2 separate regions of the Zea mays genome follow, and region 2 is linked to region 1. A link is a contact called in public Hi-C data. All regions are on one chromosome and are shown on one strand. The core of a region is the stretch at or near the end of the contact, and the rest is flanking DNA. Distances in the headings are between cores, read along the strand shown. Region 1 holds the start of LOC103644171 (folate-biopterin transporter 1, chloroplastic). Region 2 holds the start of LOC103644172 (pentatricopeptide repeat-containing protein).

The links. Hi-C and Micro-C count contacts between places; a contact is called where the count stands out from the background.
Region 2: a Hi-C map of endosperm shows a contact between it and region 1, with 2.3 times the contacts expected there. The contact joins the promoter of LOC103644172 here to the promoter of LOC103644171 in region 1. A contact is called at or near these places in 9 of 25 Hi-C or Micro-C datasets (bundle sheath, ear, endosperm and 4 more) and 2 of 3 datasets of contacts at active chromatin or transcription factors (leaf and seedling).

The regions. Positions count from the first base shown.
Region 1 is chr1:294,251,476-294,258,311 of Zm-B73-REFERENCE-NAM-5.0, reverse strand. It overlaps LOC103644171 (folate-biopterin transporter 1, chloroplastic), which reads left to right and starts at 2,603. Exons shown (of 10, transcript XR_561518.4): 1 at 2,603-2,986; 2 at 3,724-3,980; 3 at 4,176-4,240; 4 at 4,343-4,505; 5 at 4,637-4,785; 6 at 4,871-5,125. LOC100274966 reads left to right here. Exons shown (of 2, transcript NM_001149199.1): 2 at 937-1,335. The coding sequence ends at 1,000.
Region 2 is chr1:294,396,618-294,403,453 of Zm-B73-REFERENCE-NAM-5.0, reverse strand. LOC103644172 (pentatricopeptide repeat-containing protein) reads right to left here and starts at 3,411. Exons shown (of 2, transcript XM_008667366.4): 1 at 3,226-3,411; 2 at 592-3,135. The coding sequence starts at 3,037. The coding sequence ends at 869.

The DNA.
Region 1 (6,836 bases), core at 1,354-3,853:
TAGCTACTTTTAGCTAACAGTTAGCTAGCTAATTCCACTAGTATTTTTTTTAGCCAACTACCTATTAGCTCTAGTCTATTCAAACACCCTTTAAGTTTGCGTTTTTTGGTCATATGATCATTTCAATTTTATCCATAAATCGCAATTGTGGATGTATTATTCTAAGAGGGTTTATTACTGAATCTTTTAGCTGTCTTTAGGGGAAAAAAACTGTGGATACAAAATTGCACCTATAGTTTTATGACATGGTCACATTTATGCTAGCAAATTTACACTGAAGCAGCCTGAGTTCATGGTTTCGGGCATACTTGCCTTCTCAATTTTACTGCATAACATCATAGTGCTGTCAGTCGATCTTTATATCCCCATCACTATTACTATTTTTACTGTATTTATCGTTTGAAAGCATTGGGATAGTATCAAGTTAGTTGCACAAACTGAGATTGGTGTGGTTTTTTAAACATAGGTTTCCAGTCAGGACTATGGGTGGCCATATAAAATGCAGAGAGATAAATAATGTCAGGCCGTTAAAAAAATAATCAAACACTTATTATTGGTCATCCACCGCTTTCCAGTAAGAAAAAAACCCGATCCACGAACCACCACTCTATTTGACCTCACCTTAAAGACTTGACTGCTCCGTAAAAGTTATCGAGGTGAGAAATGTAGAGGATCAACATCATTTTCATAGAAGGGTACGTCAATGTATGTCATGTCATGCAGCAATCAGAAATAAAACACCGGACATTTTTCCTTCTTTTTTTAGTGCTGGGGATATCATGTGCACATCACTCTCAAAAAACATCTCCATATTCTAGAGGCCATGTCACATTTTTGGATGGATTGGCTTGACTGACTTGGCAGGCCTCTGAACTTTCCTGCTAGGTTCTTGCTCGTTTGCTAATCTCACACTGTGCCTCTTGTGATTCCATACAGCGAAGGCGGAGACTTGCTTGACGACGGAGACGGCATCTCGACATGTGTTTGCGCTATCCAATGAGTCAAGAAGGACCCCGCTCATTCTCGACCATGGTGTGTTCTTTCCCGTGGAGGGCCAGGGTGTCTTCTTGTTTATTATCCTCCATGAGATCCACCGGAATCACTTGCTGGGTGTAAACCAGTCTCATCAGCAGTACATGCCGCTACAGATGCTTCGTAGCCTAGCCGTAGATTTGTAGTATCAGTTTGTCAGATCTGTGTGCAGCTGGTTTTCAGAGTTGTGTTAGTGCAGGCAGGATGTTGCCTTTCTGTAAAGCTTTCATACTAGTAGGAGAAAATTAGCTTAGTTCAATCTCATCTCGAGATATAAATTGGAAACAAATCATCTTATTTGAAGAATGATAGTGACACACCGTGTGGTAATCTCCAGTGTGTTGATCTGGAACTGCAATGGACAGAACGGGCTCAAGCAAGTCCAGACCAAGGATCACCAAAACTGCTCCTTGGCGGTATCAGTTTACCGCCGGTTTATCCCCAAAACAATAAAAAATCGTCCGGTTTAGCAAATCAAATCCAAAATTTTAAAAAAACGGTAAACCAACAAAAAAATGCGCTAAACTGGTGAAAACCACCCGAGAAACTGCTAAATTTCACTAAGAAACCGGTTTCCGTGGGGTTTTTTCCCCAGATTTTTGACCCATTTGTATTCTAATTCAATTAAAACGGTTCACGGTAAACCAGTATTTTTTTGCTTTTTTGTTGTTTTTTACCGATTTTCATTGTTTATAACCCAAAATGCTAATTAATTTTAAAGTGAAAATAGAAATGAATATAATATATACCAGAAAATATTTATTCTTTTATCATATTTTTCTGTTTTCTTGCAAAATTTTCCATTTTTTAATTCTTTTTCAAAAAACAGTGGGAAACAGTTTTCGGAACCCACGGTTCCAGAAAACCAGGCGTCCGCCGAAAACCGTCAGGTTTTGTTTTCCCCACACTAGCAGTTGGATAAATAGATTGCCCTAGAGATGGCAATGGGGACCCGATCCCCGATTCCCCGCGGGGAATTCCTCTATTAGGGGATGGGGATGGGGAAGTTTCTTCCCCCACGGGGATGTAAATGGGGAAAAGTTCTCCCCCGACGGGTAAACGGGGACGGGGATGGGGAAGCATTCCCCATACCCGTTCCCCGCGGGGACCCGTTAAACTTACATGTGACAATGTTTTCATGTAATAGTTAATGATAAAAGTAAAGAATTACCTTGTCAAGAGATCACCTGTTGTACAAATACATTGATTTTAATGTGCACATAATGAATTTTACATCTAACAATGTGTATAAGTGACAATATTTTACATTGATAACAAATGAAGTACGATTTAATTATAATTTAAGCGGGGATGGGGATCCCCGATGGAGATTTATCCCCGCGGGGAACGGGGATGGAGAAGAAATGTCCCCCGCAAGCGTTCGTGGGGATCCCCGCGGGGAAATTTTTTTGTCGCGGGGACGGATTTGGGGAGCTAAAACCCGACGGGGAATTCCCCGTTGCCATCCCTAGATTGCCCTGATATGTATTGGCCGTAGAGCTATCAGGTTTCATACATTGCGCAAGCTGGGCCGCAATGTATGAAAAGCCGAACATATGGCCGAACATATGGCGGGCCTTTTTCTGAGGGAGAGACAGAGACGTTGGCGCGGCGCGGCGAGACTGCTGAGCCCGAGGAAACGGGAAGAGAGGAGAAAAGCAAAACGAAGCTCGGAACCACGAGACGACGGAGAGGATGGGCTTCAGCGTCCTGCTCTCACCGCCGCCCCTTCCGCTCCCGAGCGCCACCGCTGCGGCCGACTTGTACCTAATATTCGGCGGCCACGATCGCCGCCGCCGCCGCCCGCTGGAACACGGCTGCCGCTGCGGCCGCCCCCCGGAGACGGCGCTCGGCGGCAGCTCAGGCCGCCGCGGCTCGTACGATGACGACGGGACGGCTCCAGGCTCCCTCGGCCTCGACGGCAGCAGCACGTCCTCCTCGGTCCGTCGGACGGGTGAGCCGCGCTGGCTTATTAGCTATATCGTAATTGTAAAGCAATTCTGTGTGGTAACTGACTGGTAAGAGCAGCGGATACGAAATTTTTGGAGTGGGCGTTTTCATTGGGCTCCGAGAGAGGGAGAAACGTGCGGTAGTCTGAGAAATCAAGCACCACTGGCTGAATTTTCCACAGCTTCTGGAAACTTGATAGTTTGTCTAGGGAAGCTTCGAGACCTCTGGTTTTCGTTTGTGCAGTTGCAGGAATTTCTTATGGTCATCCAGAAAACATTCAGGAGACCCCTTTTTTCTAAGCCTGGACTACCAAGGTACGCACGCTCAAGCGCACTCACACACACCCTGACACGCACACCCTAAAAACATTCAGGAGACCTTCTCTACTTTGCCTGCATAGCTATAGCACCAAGCCACCAACCCCTTTCAGTCAGTTTTTTTCATAAACTTTTCCTAGATAGGATAGTTTGGACTTGTCACGTTCCTTGTGGATAGCACAATTCCTATAGCATGATGATAATCAAAGAATAGTGGCGCTTAACAAATAGGGTAGATTTTCCACCCCTGTTTCGCTCCTCTTTGTTTGTCCACTACGGACAAACCGAATTTCATTACTGGTAAGGAAACTACAGGAGTTCCTGGTACTTCCTGTGTTACTCCTTAAAGCAAGCTACCAGTACTGTTTGGATGTCAAGCTTATTGTACGTTGTGCTTCCATTTTCATCACATTATCTATTTTAGGGAGTGCAAAACCAAGATATCAAGTAACTTCGAAAGAAGAGGACACACAAAATGCAGACCGCGAGGGGTGGCAATATAGTACAGAAGGCCTTTCAAAGAGCATGTCCAAGTCAAGGTACATCAAAGTATTTGGGGTTGATTTGTCCCCTGATAATGTGGCTGTTGCTATTGTTTACTTCGTGCAAGGAGTTTTAGGCCTTTCGAGGCTTGCTGTCAGCTTCTACTTAAAAGATAATCTTCATCTTGAGCCAGCAGAGGTATGGTGGAAATCCTTGTTTCTTCATCCAAATACTAGTCCATTTCCGCTTTCAATCTCCAAGCATGTGTGCTTTTGTTTTGCTGGTGCATAAGCAGTATGAGTACATCAAGTGCATTCCCTTAGAACTCTTGTTCTGTGAAAAAAATGTCTAACATGTCTTAGTACAGAGATTAACTTGGTTTGTGTTTTCTAGACTGCAGTTATATCTGGGTTCTCAGCCTTGCCATGGTTGGTCAAGCCCCTCTACGGTTTTATCAGGTTTCACCAAAATACCGAATAACCTCCCTGCCATCCCTTTCTTTCTGTATATGATATATGCACTTAATTGCAATGATGTACTGTTTTTATTTCCGTATACAGTGATTCCATCCCTCTCTTTGGATATCGAAGAAGGTCGTACCTATTTCTATCAGGCATCCTTGGAGCACTTTCATGGAGTTTGATGGCCGCTGTTGTGGATGATAAATATAGTGCAGCACTCTCTATTATTCTTGGATCTCTTGCAGTTGCCATATCTGATGTTGTAAGTCAGAAAATGCTAGCTTAGAATGTTTCAGTTCAACTTTTGCATTGTACTTCTCTAACATTTTCTTTATGGACTCCAATGTTTGAACTTCTGGTTTGTTTTCATAATGTAACTGAAAAATAATCCAGGTGGTTGATTCTATGGTGGTTGAGAGAGCTCGAGGTGAATCACAGAGTACATCTGGATCTCTCCAGTCGCTATGTTGGGGATCCTCAGCCTTCGGAGGAGTCGTGAGTGCATACTTCAGTGGTTCTTTAGTGGATACTTATGGTGTAAGGTTGTGTTGCTAATAGACCTGGTAACAGCTGATGAAGCTTCTTGGTGTGTTTACAGTTCACTGATCATGTGTCCCATGAATGCAGATTTGTTTTTGGTGTTACAGCACTTCTGCCACTGATGACATCTGCTGTTGCAGTTCTTGTAAATGAAGAACGCTTACCTTTGGGGAAAAGTTCAGTCTCACTTTCAGTTTCAGGTTCAGAATTAATTGAGAGCTCTAAGCAACGTATCATGCAGATTTGGGATTCAGTAAAGCAACCCAGCATACTCCTACCCACCTTGTTCATATTCCTTTGGCAAGCAACACCGCAATCAGACTCTGCCATGTTTTTCTTCATGTATGTTCACAGACTCATTTTACCAGCTTAATTGCTCTGGACTGTTGTGTTAGATTTATTTCTGAAATCTGTAAAGTCTAATACCAGTCTTTGAGTATTCAAAACGTGACAGAAGAAAGTTTGAATTCTTGCTTAGAGCAAATAATTCTGAACCTGAAACTGCTGGTTCTGGATAAAAAAACTCAGCCGGGGAGGGAAAGACCGTCCTCCCGGTATTATATTAAGAAGAGACCGAAACATGGTTCTGACCGAGAAAATCCCCGAACCCTGGCCTCCCGTCACTAGCGGGCCATCACCGCCCACTTTGCAACGGCCCAGCCGGAGGGTGGCGCGCAGGACGTAACCCGGGAACGGGCAGGGCACAACGAGGGGATTTTTTTTCTATGTTAAAATTCTCGAATCTACTGGTTCTGGATAAGTTTGAATTCTTTGTGATAATTGCTGGTGCTGGAATGGATCTGCATCTGGCCCGTGCTGATCTTGGATATCCAAAATTTGAACAGAAATGGTTTCTTCCTATGTTAAAATTCTCGAATCTAGTGCTGGATTTGCATCTAGCCAGGGGCACACCCACAGGGGGTCCAGGTGGGCCACGGCACTCCCTAAGCCGGCCCACCAAGACCTGCTCCTGTTCTTCAGCCATGTGCTCTTCGCTCGTTGCCTAGTTGCAGAGCTCGCGCCGCCGCCGGCTGCCCTCGCCTTAGCGTCTGCTGCCTTGTGCCGCTGTTGCAGCGCTCGCCATCCACGCCCACGCAGGCCGCAGCTGCCACCGGCCACTCGCTCGGAGATTTGATCTGCTCCAACCAGCAACCACCACCCCTGGGGGAAAAGGCGTCAGCGGTGCGGTTGCTGGCGGCTGGCCAGCAACCAAACCACACCCTAAAATGGTGAGCGGGCCAGCGGCAAGATGGATTTATTTCTATCTTTTCTCCTTATGGCACAAGGATGATTGCTTCAATCGAATAAGTAAAAAAAACTTGGTTTTGTCATCCAATTTAGATCATCTTGTTTCCATTTGATCACATATGCTTCTTAAATTATGTGGATAGTTTGTATGAAATTATATATATTAGTTATAATTGTATATGAAAATTTTGTTGCGGCACACCCTATATAAAGATCCTAGATCCGCCACTGCATCTACCTTGTGTTGATCTTGGATAGCAGCAATTTGAACATAAATTATTTCCTTCCATGCTAAAATTCCCAACTTTAGTGCTGCGGTTCTAATCTGATTTACTGGTACCAGCATTGTAATCGATTAAATTCTATGTGGTGTGGGCAATATAGATAGAAGGGCAGGCCTGGTGCAGTGGTGATAGCTGTCTCACTGAGTCACCAGGTCGCGGGTTCAAAGCAACCTATTCACATTTGCGGGGGAAGGCTTATTTCAGTTTATCCCTTTCTTAGACCCAACTCATGGTCATGGGAGAGCCTTCGAAGCAGTCTCTTCGCATTTGGAGGGGAAGATTTGTCTCAGTATATCCTTTCCATGTGTGGGAGCCTCCGGCACTAGGTCTGCCCCTTTTTTATAGGCTATATAGACTGGTTTACTAGCAAATTCTGAAGTAATTAGATTTGTTGCATGCTTCTTGGTAATGTGAATGAAGTATCATATTCATCACATTCCCTCTGTAGCATTTTTTCTCTGTTATGAGTTAATATGCTATAGGCTCAAATTTCTGTTTGCTAATTAAGTACGCTGCTTCAT
Region 2 (6,836 bases), core at 2,162-4,661, 140 kb before region 1:
AATAAATATGTTGTATTTTTATAGACCAATATTCTATCCCATACAACATAGCAGATCTAATTACCGTTCTATAGAATTTGTATTTTAGATTTTGTGATATCCACTTGTCATATAGAACATCAGATGATTGACTCCATTCTATCTATTCCTGCTTTGATTCTATGACTAACATCTTCGTCAGTATCCCATCTCTCTATAACATTGATTCTAAATACCTCTAAATACCTAAAGATGACTTTTCTAGGTAATACTTGACCTCCTAATTAATATCTCCTTCCTCCTGTATAGTGTTCATAACCCTAATTTCCTATTTACTTTCGACCGACTTTCATTAACTAGCACTACATCATCTGAAAAAGCTACTCAAGAAAACACGGTTCATTTTTATGCCAAAAGTAACTTGTCACTATGTATTACTGTTTTAAGTTTTAAACACCCCAATCTGTTAGTAGAGGCCTAGCTGGTGGGTTTTGTTTTGTGGTGTTGGTTTAGTTCCATATTGGGTTCAGAATAGCCACAAATATAATAGCAGAAATTCAGGCAAGAAACCAAAGTCAATTTAATTCATCAAGTCATCACACAGACTATTACTGATGGCAAAGATTGTGTTTTTTTTCCTTAGAAATGGCACGATAATGTCTGAAAAGTACAGGACGTTATCCAGAGCAATTTGCCGTTTTCATCTTTGCTGAAGGTCTTTCAAGTATGTACAACTCCCTTATCTTTTCTGCTACAGGTTTTTCTACTTTTCTAGATTCTGCTACCAGTATTCATTACTGACAGTATTTCATGAAAACTTTACCTGGAAACACTGTCAGCACTGGTATATCCTTTCCCTACAACAGTAAACCAAAACATGTCACAGACCTCAATCTAGTCCTTCCAACAATATGTTGGCCACATTATCACCATCCACTGTCTGGTAGGCTTCAACAAGTTCTCTAGCCTCCACCAGATCAGAGCTGCCGACCAAGACACGATGTGTCCTTGAATCAGGCACCCACCCCTTTTCCAGCATTTGGTCTAGAAACTTGCATGCCTCACTCTTGAAGCCTTCTTTAATAAGTCCGTAAATAATAATGTTATACATTCTAGGGCTCACTGTTCCACTTGCATCTACCACTTTCAGTAAACTTTGTGCAACCATATTAAGAAAAGAAAACAAGGCCATATCATTGACTAATAATTCAAACGTCTCTTGGTCAGGAAAAAAGGAATGGTTAACCATTCTGTTGAACAAGATAGCAGCCTCAATAATTGTTTCCTTGGTGAGGAAAGAGCGCAACAGAATATTGTATGCATACCCATCCAATGGACAACCTTCCATCAACATTTGTGCAAAGAGAGCCAATACATGTTTCCCCTCCTTCAAATGGAACAGTGCTTGGATAATTATGTCATAAGTGGAGAATGTACAAAAAGTGCCTGTGCAAACAGAAACAGCCAACGTGCGCAATTTGACTGCTTCTTGAATCTTTCCAGACAAGCAACTCCCTTGAATTAGCATATCAAGTGACTTGTTTGTCAGACTGCAACCTCTATTATAGTGATATTTAAAAACTTCGATAGCTTCTTTGATCCTCTTTGAGTGACACAAAACCTCTACAAGCTGTGAGAAAGATTCCGAATTCAAAGACATGTTGCTAATACTTACCCTTCTGAACATACTCAAGGCATCTATGTAAGATCCTAATCGACAGTAACAAGATATAACAGCAGAATAGGTAGTCTTATCTGGTGCAAATGAAGAAACAACCATTCTACCAATGAGCTCAAATGCTCTTCTGATGTTTCCTTCATTGCAGAACTGAGTTATAACAATGTTCCATGACTCACAATCAACAAAACCTCTGCTGTGCAATTTCTCAAGATAGTTTACTGAATCCTGCAGCCTGTCATTTCTACACAACCATGTCAGGAGCACATTATATGGTTCTAATTCAGTGACACCATTTTCCTCTAGAAAGATCATAGCGTTGTGGAACTTGGATTTTGTACAGTAGCAATTTATCATGTCCACATATGTAATTGCCATTGGAGCATGACCTGATGCTACCATCTCTTTGAACACTATGGTAGCGTCATCCAGTAGTTCATTCTCACATAAACATCTAACCAAGGCACTGTACAACTGCAGACTCAACTGAATGTTGCCTTCTTTCATTATTCGATGCAACGTAATCACCTCCTTAACTTTACTGAACTTGCAAAACAGGGGCATCACTTGAGCATGGAAGCTGCTATCAGGGGAGCATCTAAGTTGCAGCATCTTATCAAAGAGCTTGACCGCTTCATCTGCTCTGCTGTGGAAACAAAGTGCTGTGATCAGTATCTCAAACGTATGACTATTAGGAGTACACCTCTTCTTGTTCATCCTGTCAAACTGAATCAGTGCCAGATCTAAACGACCAGACTCACACAAAGCCTGGATCAGAAAATTCAATGCCTCCACATCAGGGAGGACTCCCGCCTTGATAATCTCCGTGTACGCAAGCATGAACAACCGCAAACCCCTTCCTTGCCTGACCATACCATGCAGCACTCCGTTGCAAGCTGAGACTGACAACTTAAGCTTCGCAGATCTAGCATGCTGTATTACCAGCAAAGCTTCATCACATCGGTTCTTACTGCTCAGGGACTCAACTAATTTATTAAGGGCCTGCTCCAGCGCAGGAACCCTCAGCCTGACCATCTCACTGAGGAGGCTGTCCATCTCATCACGATTTTCCACAACAGTAAGCCTGGAGATCATACAGCTGTAGGTATCAACCGTCTGGATGTTATACCTCTGATGCGAAGCCCATCTGAAGATCCTAAGTGCCAAGCTCGAATCGGACGTGGAATCGAGAATCCGGGCTAGACTCTCTGGCCGGAGACTGTCCTTGAGTGACCGGATCGCAGAATCAAACTCGGAAGAACTTGCTCTCTCGGCAGAAGCCCGCGCGGAGGGCGAATCTGGGCACGAACAGTACATGAGTCTGCCTGATAGCAGGTGCCATCTCGCAAAGCGTATGCGATACGCAACCTTCAGCGCCATTGAGGCAGCTATATGGACACTGACAGCGCCATGCCAAGCTCCGAATGTGTAGGTCGTCAGTTTGTACTGAATTTTAGAATCTCTGTCCTCCTGCGAGGCTGCGAGTGTGCATTCCCCTTGTTACTGATATGAAAATGAGGAGCAAATTAAACGAGAAACCGACCCGGTCTCTGGGGAGAGTTCCTTACCCAGGAGGCGAGGAGGAGGGGCAGCACCGAGTAGCGCTCCGGCTGAAGCAGAGAGCCGCCGCTAGCCTCACCTAGCCAGCGCCGCCGGCAGCGGTGGGAGTCGAAGTCGGAACTCGGAAGGGGACCAGACGGGAAGCGAAAGAAAGGACGTCCATTCCGACTTCGAGGCCCAGCCCAGGAAACAGCAAGGCCATGACGATTGACGAGCCCAGCATAAATTTTGAATTATTTCTATTATTATATATATATTTTTTACAAAAAATACTTGTAGTCCAATTTACTGCAGTACTTCTGGTGTGGCACTGCATCAGTGAAATCGACATCAAAACCACCAAAATACAAAAAGTGAACAGTTTTCAAAGTTAAAAGTAATTGAAAAGCCTAGTTTTATAAATCTCTACTATTTTAAAACATCGGGTTTGTGTGTCATGCATCACGTGTAAAGCGATAAGTCTGTTCCTCTCGATCGCTTCTCGTCTATCAATGGGTCGTTACACTAAAGATGAGCCCTTGTTTGACATGGCATAGGAATTTCATTTCTAGATGTTGCTAGTGAGCTTCATAACAAGTGGCAAGGGAATAGACGACCTTCTCTCCCAAAGGAAGATGTCAATGCAACCAGATGAGATTAATTGGAGACGACCTTTAGAGCTAGTTTGAGAGCCAGAAAACCGGAGGGGATTGGAGGGCTAGAATCCTCTTCTTATTCAAAATTTTGAATAAGAAGAGGATTCTAGCCCCTCCAATCCTATCCGGTTTTCTGACTCCTAAACTAGCCCTTACAGTCAAGAAAGCACAAGGGTTGTTAAATCTCCTAGTTACCTTTTTCTGTGATCCTATCTAATTTTGTTCGAACATTTGCATGCTCAATGCTGCTGGTCGGTCCATAGAGCCTAGCGTGAATTCAGACACACTATCATTTCCTATATATTCTTCGAGTCGTCATGGTATCGTGCTGGTTTGCTAAAAACAAGTACACTTATTTATACAGCCTTTATTAGGAGAGCTCAAGGCTGCTGTTTTTTCAGACGGGTTGTGAAAATAGTAATAAGTCTGAATCATTTTATGCCATTTGATTCCATTGAAATCTACTCCCTCCGATCATTTTTATTTGTTGTGTTTTAGTTTAAAAATAAATTAACACGCGACAAATATTCGAGAATGGATATATATCATCAGCCGTATGCGGCCGGCCCAAGTTTGTTACTATTAGCAATGACGCGTGAGCGAGAAATAAACAAAACATGGTACGTAGTGCGATACCGCGTCGCATCTGAGCCAGCTGACACGGTACGCGTACGCGCGCGTGAACGAACAAGGGTAACAGGTTAACTGATCGAATCTCCCTTGCTTCGTGCAGCCGGCGACCATGCACGCAAACACGGCAGTAGGTGAGCGTAGCGTAGGCACACGTCACGCGAATCTCTCTCCATGACTATGGCCGCCATGATAGAAATGGTCGCCTCCAGTCCAGACTCTTGGTTGCCTTTGGCTCTCGGGCGTCGGCTACTGGTAACGACGCCGACCGAGAATATTTCATCGAGATCACACGTCGTCTCTGCGCAAGTGGCTTTCGTTAGTCTTCGCGGTGAGCCGGTGACGCAAGGGCAGAGCAGACGTCGTGTGTGTTATATACTGTGCTACACTAGACTCGGTTAATATGTTTGCTGCACGTCGGACACACCGTTTGTCGGTACCTAGAACGGGTTACTAGAGAAGACAAAAAAAAACTCCTGAGAGCTGATTTGGTGACCCGGGATCCCGGGAGGATTAGAGAGAATTAAGGGCTTGTTCGGTTCTACCCCAATCCATATGGATTGAGGGGGATTAAGGGGGTTTCAATCCCTAGTAAGTTAAAATCCCTTCTAATCCGTATCAATCCCCTTCAATCCATATGGATTGAAAATAACCGAACAAGCCCTAACGGGGAAATTAGTTCATTTCTCCTTCAATCCCCTCCAATCTTTCCGGGATCCCTTTGTCACCAAATCAATCCTAAAGACGACCCACTAATCGGCCACCTCACATGCCAAGCAGCTCGACGTGAAGTCCCGCTAAGCCGACGAACACCTCCACGGGTACAAAGAAGTTCTACAGATTGTGAACCTATTTTTATTAGCGTTTCTTAGAACCGTCGGTGCTAAGGGTTAATAGAAATCATCATTTTTATATGTGGGTAACTGAGGATCGCCAGTGAAAATCGATTTCCACTAGCGGTTAAGTTAAGAAAACCGCCGGTGAAAATCAGTTTCCATTGGCCGTCGACGTAATAAAACCGCTAGTGAAAAATATTTTCAGAAACATTAAACGGATTTTAAAAACTGCAAAAAAAATATTTCAGGAGAGGACCAACCCGTCTCGAGTCACAAGTCGCGGCATTTTTTGCGTAAATTTCGCGCGCTATGGAGTTGTTAGGAATCGAATCACCGACCTCACCCTCGTGCGTACCCTCCGCTACAACTTCGTCTATGACATGTTTTTTGTCTAGTTTGTAATTTTTTTATCTGCATATTACAACCAACTGAGTGTAAATTGCTTTTTTGAGACCGTAAACGAATTCAAATAAAAAAGTTGTCAACTACACAGTTGAATAACTTCTGAAGTTATACAACTTTTATTTTGATACTTATTTCATTCGAGGTAGTTTGCAAAATTTGAATTTTAAATTTGACATACTTAGATTCAATTTTTGAGAACCGAAACGAGTTCAAATAATAAAGTTGTCAACTACAAAGTTTCATAACTTTTATAGATCTTCAACTTTTATTTTGGTGGTTTCATTATACGAGGTCGTTTGAAAAACTCAAAAAATTAAGGATAAAAGTGATTTCTAGTGGCAGTTCCTTAAGAAAACCGCCACTAGAAATCATGGATTTGTAAAGGCGTTTTCTTAAAGAACCGCCTGTAGAAATACGATTTATAGTGACGGTTTTCTTATGGAACCGCCACTAAAAATAGCACAGACGGTTGATAACCGAATCCGCCTGTAAAAATATATTGCCCAATAGGCTTTGAGTCTCTTTCTACTAGTGGCCTACCGAACAAATACTGCCGAGCGACCTTGTGAGGCGGGGCTGCCGACCAATCTATCCATCGAACAACCCAGCGAGGCGGAGTTGCCGACCAACCTGTCCGTCGAGCAACCCAGCGAGGCGGAGCTGCCGATCAACCCGTCCGCCGAGCAACCCAGTGACGCGGGCTGCCGACCAACCTGTCCGTCAAGCAATCTAGCGAGGCAGGGTTGTCGATCGACCTGCTCACCGAGCAACCTAGCGGAGCAGGGCTGCTGACCAAACTGTCCGCCAAGCAACTCAGCGAGATGACAACCGGCTCTCAGGCAAACACCTCTATTGAAACGAAGAGTCATCCTAGTACTATTGAACCACGTCGCACGATGGGACATCACCGAGCCATGTTCAGACCGTGGAAGCGGTATCGAAAGGGTCTCTATCAAGCACAACATAGATACGTATCCCCGCTGACTAGTGGGACCGGACAACCCTAGTCACCCATACGCCGGAAGAAACGGGCCAATACGTCGTACCAGACATATGTCTACGCATGATAAAAGATGACACTGAGGGAATGACGGAAAATAAAGTTATACTGAA